Regions from separate parts of the Zea mays genome. Here region 2 is linked to region 1. The links are chromatin contacts, called in public Hi-C maps. All regions are on one chromosome and are shown on one strand. Each heading gives the region's core, a stretch centred on a gene start, on an enhancer-like site or on the middle of the called end of the contact. The rest is flanking DNA. Distances are from core to core; before and after follow the strand shown. Region 1 holds the start of LOC100274176 (Mitochondrial substrate carrier family protein). Region 2 holds the start of LOC100383467 (Alkaline/neutral invertase A mitochondrial).

Region 1 (3,452 bases), core at 506-3,005:
TTGACTTGAAAGTTGAGAATTAATGACACAAAGGAGAGCAAATACTTCCTCCATCCCAAAATAGTTGACATTATAGGATTGTGCGTGGATACCAATATTGCAGCTAAAAGACCAAAGTACCCCTTATGAGAAAGAGAGAGATAGAGATGTATTGGAAAAAAAAAGGAAAGGTACATTGGATAAAGATAAAGAGAAAGGTTAAGAAACGAGAATGACAAGTATTTGGCATAAAATTTAAATACTATAACGTCAATACAGAGAGAATGCATAAATCTCATAAAGAAAATCCAAGCTATGGCTTGAGTTAAAAACTTCAGAAGTACAACAGTGTCTTAAATGGATGCCCTATCTTGAAATATAGGACTCAAACACATAAAAAACAACTCCAACAGTGCCCTATTTTATAAATTTTTATTAAAAAACTATAGGGCACACAATGAAGTGACTCAAATATACTACACCCCAGATTAGTGTCATATCCTTGTTTTCTACATCATCCTTAAACTTTTTCCCTGATAATGTAATTTGTTTCCTAAAATACATGATTTAGGGCTAAACTGTTGGGGGCTTGGGGCTCAATTTGTTTTTTAGTGCTCTAAAAACTTTAAATGATGTAGTATTTTAATTTTTGGGGCACTATTTTGAGGCACCTTGTTGGAGAATCTGAAACTGCAGTGATGTGTAGCATAATAATGTGTCATATATAAAAGCTAAAAATTTGGATTCCTTCCTATTTGAGGACGTGCTCTAATTCAACTCAGTGTCAAATTTCCATACAAAGATGAATAAGAGAAAAACATGAGTACATGTTAATGCCACGAGATTGAAGCAGATAGAAGTATATTAACTACCAGCCTGAAACATAGCAGCCGCTGCTGGAATTGGGAAATACAATCGATTCCTCTCTAACACGTAAAGTTTTGAAAATTAAGGCCCTGTTTGGTAGAGCTCCGATTGATTCTGATTCTATGTTAGAAGTGATTCACTGAGAGAAGTGATTATGTAGCCGAAAATTATTCTCAAATGAAACCATATGATAAACTATAGGGAAAGTCTGACTATGTGTTGGGAGTGAATCAGGAGAAGCAGTTTTTTTTAGCTCCCAGACCCTGTTCATTTCTAAGAATCAATTCTGTGTGGGAGTGATCCTCAGAAAACTTCACTCCACAGAATCTGGGAGCGGAGCTCTGCCAAACGGGAAATTTACAGCCTTCCAGAAGACCTAAGCCCGTTCCCCGTCCACATCTGCGGCACTGATCTCGTGGACCTCTGGCCTCTGCCGCGCCACACGCCCACCAAAAGATTGGGAAAAGACGCAATGCGCCCGTGAATCACCTTCCTGTAACCCACGCTCCCTGGCTGCCCATTCCTCATCCTTGCCCTGTGCCGAGCACGGGAACAAGCGGTGGGCTGACAGCCCAACCAAACTAAAAGCGCGCTGCCGATCCGGAGACGGACCAGAAGATGCGAGGCCGCAAACGTAAACCGCCCGCCAGGATGAAAAGATTCCTCGTTTTGGTTCTAAGTAACTCACTACAAGAAGGGAAACGTGGGGCGTACCTCTCCCAGTTGATATTGGCCTCCGCAAGCGCGATCCCGGCCGCAGACGCCTCCGAGGTATCCGCCGCCGCCGCCATAGACTCGACACACCCCTACACACAAGAGGCGGCTCCGCAAGAGGGAGAAATAGAGGAGAAGCAGAGGGGCGTTTGGTGCTGCTCCTCACTTCGCGCGCGTTTCCGGTGTTTATGAAATGGTGTCGGCGCCGCTGCAAGCGAATATGCGCACGAGGAAAAGAAGGCAGCGGCGGAGGCCGGGGGTGGGGAGGAAGGAGGCGGAGCCAGTTTGTTTGGGTGCGCCCTCGAGGCATTGGGGTTTTGGTTGGAAATTTCCAGCACGGGGGTCGGTGTCCCCCGGAGCGCGCTGCCCAACTTGCCATTCGTCCGGCCTCGGCTCACTGGACTGCGGGGCCTGAATTGGGCGCGGATTGATGTGGAACCGGGCGGAGCGTGTGGTGGGTGTTTCTCGCTTTCCTGCTCTCGGGGAGTTGTCGGAGTCGTAGGGACGAGACGAGGGCACAAACCGTGGAAAGCTCCACCAGCGAGGCAGCAGGAGAGCACGTGTCATAAGCCCATTGACCTTGCTTTCGACTTCGCCGCGTGGGTCAAAGAAGCCAGCGAGCCGGAAGGGTGTGACACCCGGTGTCTATTTTATATTGATGCTCGGTACCAAGTTAATAGTAAATGTTTCATCGAATTCCAAGTTAATTGATCTCGAAAAAGGCTAGATTTAGAGTCTGTTAAAACTTTTGTTTCTTAAAGCAAATGCAAATTCAAAAGTCAATCTCGTTTCGCAAATCCCGTTCAGACTCATTTATTCGAACTCTTGACAGTTGTTATTCGATCTGTGTCCGAATCCGATTTCTCGACATTCGATCTATGTTCGACTATTTAATTTGAATTCGCATTCTCCAGCAGATCTTTGTTGTGTTAACCTATAATTAATTTTTATGTAAACCGACTTGATATCTCTATATCATATTCATCTCTATCTATCAAGTGTATTCTGAAGATTTCTCTAAGTTTCAACGAAATACTCACATGAATAGATTAATCCTATTCTTGCTTGAAAATGCTCGTTTGAACAAATGCAAATTTTGAAGTTCAACTAAGCCTTGTCATCTTGCTCAAACAACTCTATATGAACTCTACAACAAAAGTTATTAAGGGTCCATGCAAGAAAATGTCGAGAAAAATACTCTGATTTGCCTTAAAAATATAATTATAAGCTTTATAACGATACTACTTTGACCAAAGTGAAATTTTAATTTATAATCAGAATATAAGGTTTGACCTTTAATAAAAGTTGTATAACCTATGTTATACAATAAATGTTACAATTACACCTAGCCTTGATTCAATCTCTAAGTATCTCAAACAGTGCCCTCAAGACAGAATAAAAATCTGATTTCAGGATTCAAATCCTTCTTAGTCTGGAATTAGTGTCGATCGGGTTGACGTCTCGCGTTCCCAAATTTTTGTTGAACAACTCGAGTTTCCCCAAATATAAAAGTTTTAAATAATTGATAGAGTAACAACATATTAAAAGATGGCATTCATCTGATTCCGTTTGATATGTTTTGACACCCAGTTTCCACTGATTTGATAGCAGCAACAAACTAGTTTTTGTGGGTCTTTATCTCTCTAACCCATGTCTGAATCACCTCAAGTTATGTACAAGATATGTAGAGTATAGATCAAGGAAAAGATTGTCTATAGTGACCGAGATCTGAATCCAAACAGAAAACACCAAAACTCGTCGTCCAAGGTCGGCACTGTAGCGCCCGCCACCTGTTAGACACTAGCAGGCCTACTCTGGAGCTTCTGCTCTATAAATAGAAGTCCACTCCTCTTCCTTCTCCTCCACGCCATTTCCTTCTCTAGCCAGGCCAC
Region 2 (3,452 bases), core at 272-2,771, 330 kb after region 1:
TTATAGAGTTACACAAGTGATATCTGGTAATGTATATATGTTGCACACATTGCGAGGTGATGAGTTACCCAATGCGTTGAATGGCTGCTTCTTAAAGCGATTATCATCCTAGTGTATAGCAAGATGCTTAGAGAACTAATGGATTCACATCGAGTTGTTTACATCTTGTACTAGGTGCTTTTGGTTTGCTTCAGCTTACCGAAAAGGCAAGGGCATGTGTTGAGCACCATATTTGGCACCTAAGCATGGCTAGACGGTCCGTGATTAGATTAGCTCTCGGGGGAAAGTCCCTTTCCCACGTGTGCTTATCCGCTAATCATGCGAGAACATGTTGGGAAGCCCCTAGAAAGGGGTACATCCGATTGAAGGGATCCCAATCGCATCTTTCAACACAATCTACCTTATTTACTTTGTTCTTCATTGTATTAGGAGTAGAAGTAATTTAGACCAAGTTTAGCTTTCCTCCAACCATATTCTTCATCCCTCTTTGACTCTACGCCGTCTAGGGACACGCCCTGGGTACGTTTTGGAACTTCTTTCCCGACGGGGTCATTCCCGGGAGGCGAGTTCTAGGGCTTCTGTGGAGGAAGAAAACTCTACGCTATGGTAGACCGTCTGTGCCCTATGCTCGGACCGTTCGGAGTGACGCAGAGTGGAACCGCTCTTGCAGCGAGCTCGTAGACCTTCCGGTCCTAGACCACGGATCGTCCGTGCTCCCGTAGAGAGCACCATTTAAAACATCACGTACCAAAAAATATAGAATATGTATTGATAGTGTATTTAACTATCTTCATGGTCTGTCTACCTGATATAATTATGAGATAGAGAGGGATTAATCACATTTGTAAATTTTATATTATACACAATGAAAATCTAAAATTAGAGTTTGAATTTCTAAACATCAGAAAAACACATTACACGAACACGATTCACACGCAATTTCACCCATCCCTAAAACCCAAAGATAAGACCCTCTCTAGCAACGTTCTCTATATACATCATCTATAACCGTCCTTTACAGTCTTCTATAAAAGATTTCATCTCCTATATCTACTTTCTCTCCAACAACGTCCTCTAAATCACGTCCTCTATATGTAAATATCTATATTAAAAACATTTTTAATTTTTTAATTTTTTTACATACGCATTTGTCATACTCTCAAATATATTGTACATATTTTAGTTTTATTAAACCGGTTGTTTAAAGTATTCAAATAAATAGAGAACCGTTTAGAGAAACTCTACATATAGAGGATCCAGCAGCGTTCTCTAAATTTAGAGGACCGTTTAGAGGACGTTGCTGGAGTGAGTAGACGACGTCCTTGTCCTCTAAATTTAGGGTATAGTACCCTTTAGAGCTCCTTGTTGGAGTTAATGACCTCAACCTTTTCCACGTTTAGCGAACGGGCATGTGGCAAAAAACTTCAGAAACGTTTCCTTTAAATCCAGGGTGGACCCCACAAACAACCGCCCGATCTTTATAAAAAGCCTGCCCCCTCCCAGCTCTCCTGTGCGTTGTCCGTTGTATCCCCACCAAACCCAAACCGAACCGTTCTTTGCACTTTCGCATTCGCAGATCGAACCCTCTTCGACCAAATATTTGACACAAGTTACCTTTGCCTGTATTGCTTTCTTGCGCGTAGCCCCCTGAAGCTATCTCCGACGCGCGCCCGTGTCCTTCGCCGGAGCTTGCCATATGAATGGTCAAACCCCGATGGGGCTCGCCGCAGCAGCAGCCGCAGCAGTGAGGCCGTGCCGCCGCCGCCTCCTCTCGTCCGCCTCCGCTGCCGCGGCGTCAAAGACGGCGGCGCGCACCGCGACCCCGCTATTTCCCAGATTGCCCCACCCGCACCACCCCCCGTACGGCCGGCGCCTCCCCTTCCTCGTCTCCGCGGCGTCGCAGTCGCAGGCCTCGCAGACCGGCCCGGACACCCATGTACTGGTCCCCGTCCCCTCCGACCCCCGCGCCGCCGTTTCAGGCAACCTCCCTTTCTTCGACCGCGTCCTCTTCCCGGACTCGTTCCCGCTTGAGACCCCGCCTGTCAAGGAGGAGGACGCGGCGGCGGCACAGACCGATGAGGCGGTCGCGCCGGCCGCGCCCTTGAGGCAGGAGACGGAGACGGAGAGGGAAGCGTGGAGGCTGCTGCGGAGGGCGGTCGTTAGCTACTGCGGCGAGCCCGTGGGGACGGTGGCGGCAGAGGACCCCGAGTGCACGGAGACGCTCAACTACGACCAGGTCTTCATCAGAGACTTCGTGCCCTCCGCGCTCGCCTTCCTCATGCGCGGCGAGACCGAGATCGTCCGCAACTTCCTCCTCCACACCCTGCAGCTTCAGGTGAGCTAATCCCGATCTGCTTAGTAACTCGTTCTCTGGTCAAAATTTGAAATTCCTGAAGAAGTGAATGCTAGCTGAATATTAATTGCTTAGTAGTGTTAATGGAGTGTACGCGAGTTTTTTTTTCGTGAGTTGTGGAAATAGACACCGAAGTCTGGATCACTATTTGAGGATTTCTTTTTCTATTACCATTTTCTGTCGTTTATTTCTCTGGATAAGTGAAAAGTGTCATCGTTTTACTGAATGCGTACCAGTTTGTGGTTATTTAGGTCTGAGATGAGCTATTTCTTTTCTTGTGGAAATTAGTGATAAGATTTAAGTTTTGCCGTATAATTATGTTGCTCTCGTATAAAAGTGCCATGAAGTAGACACGGTCTAAGCTGGCTCGAACAAGAGCATGTAAAGGCTCCTCTGCCCTAAATTTAGTGGAGATTTCCCCTATCTCCTCCAGCAACGTCCTCTAGAGCATCCTTTGAATTTAGAGGATGTTCCTACGTCATATTCTCTCTTCTCTATTATTTTAAAACTTTAAATAAAAAATTAAGAAAAACTAAAATATGTATAAAATATTTCAGGGTATGACAAATACATACAAAAGTTAATGTAAAATATCTCTAATATAGGTATTTATATATAGAGGACGCTACTAGAGAGGAACCAGATATGGAGGAATTTTTTAGACTGTAAATGAGGGATATAGATAGATATAGATGATGCTGACGGAGACAATCTAATGTAAGCTTGTTTCACTTGAAAGAAACAACCGATTTCACCAGAGGATCTCGTTCTGTTTTGCCAGTAAAATGCAGTAGCAGACGACCCAATTGAACAATTAAAATTAGATAGTAAGTGCAGTTAAGATTTGATGGTAAGTCTGAGAGGAACAACAACTAAATCATAATTATCCTCTAGGAATTGTACTGACAAGCAATATGCTAATTCTGTCACATACTTTTGCAATTGTACTTCTTTTGAGCTAGATAGATTTCTACAAAAATGATGAAAGGGACGTGAAACGTTTTTTCCTCTGAAAATTCTGAAAGCTGGTTTCGAACAGACTAAGACCATGACTTGATCTATACCACTCAGAGGCACCACTAATATTTTCTCTTAAAGT

The links. Hi-C and Micro-C count contacts between places; a contact is called where the count stands out from the background.
Region 2: a contact with region 1 is called in a Hi-C map of leaf, with 4 times the contacts expected there. The contact joins the promoter of LOC100383467 here to the promoter of LOC100274176 in region 1. A contact is called at or near these places in 4 of 25 Hi-C or Micro-C datasets (bundle sheath, ear, leaf and 1 more).

What each region holds. Positions count from the first base shown.
Region 1 is chr8:40,674,093-40,677,544 of Zm-B73-REFERENCE-NAM-5.0, forward strand. LOC100274176 (Mitochondrial substrate carrier family protein) reads right to left here and starts at 1,756. Exons shown (of 6, transcript NM_001148550.2): 1 at 1,561-1,756. The coding sequence starts at 1,637.
Region 2 is chr8:41,008,197-41,011,648 of Zm-B73-REFERENCE-NAM-5.0, forward strand. LOC100383467 (Alkaline/neutral invertase A mitochondrial) reads left to right here and starts at 1,522. Exons shown (of 6, transcript NM_001176115.1): 1 at 1,522-2,335. The coding sequence starts at 1,697.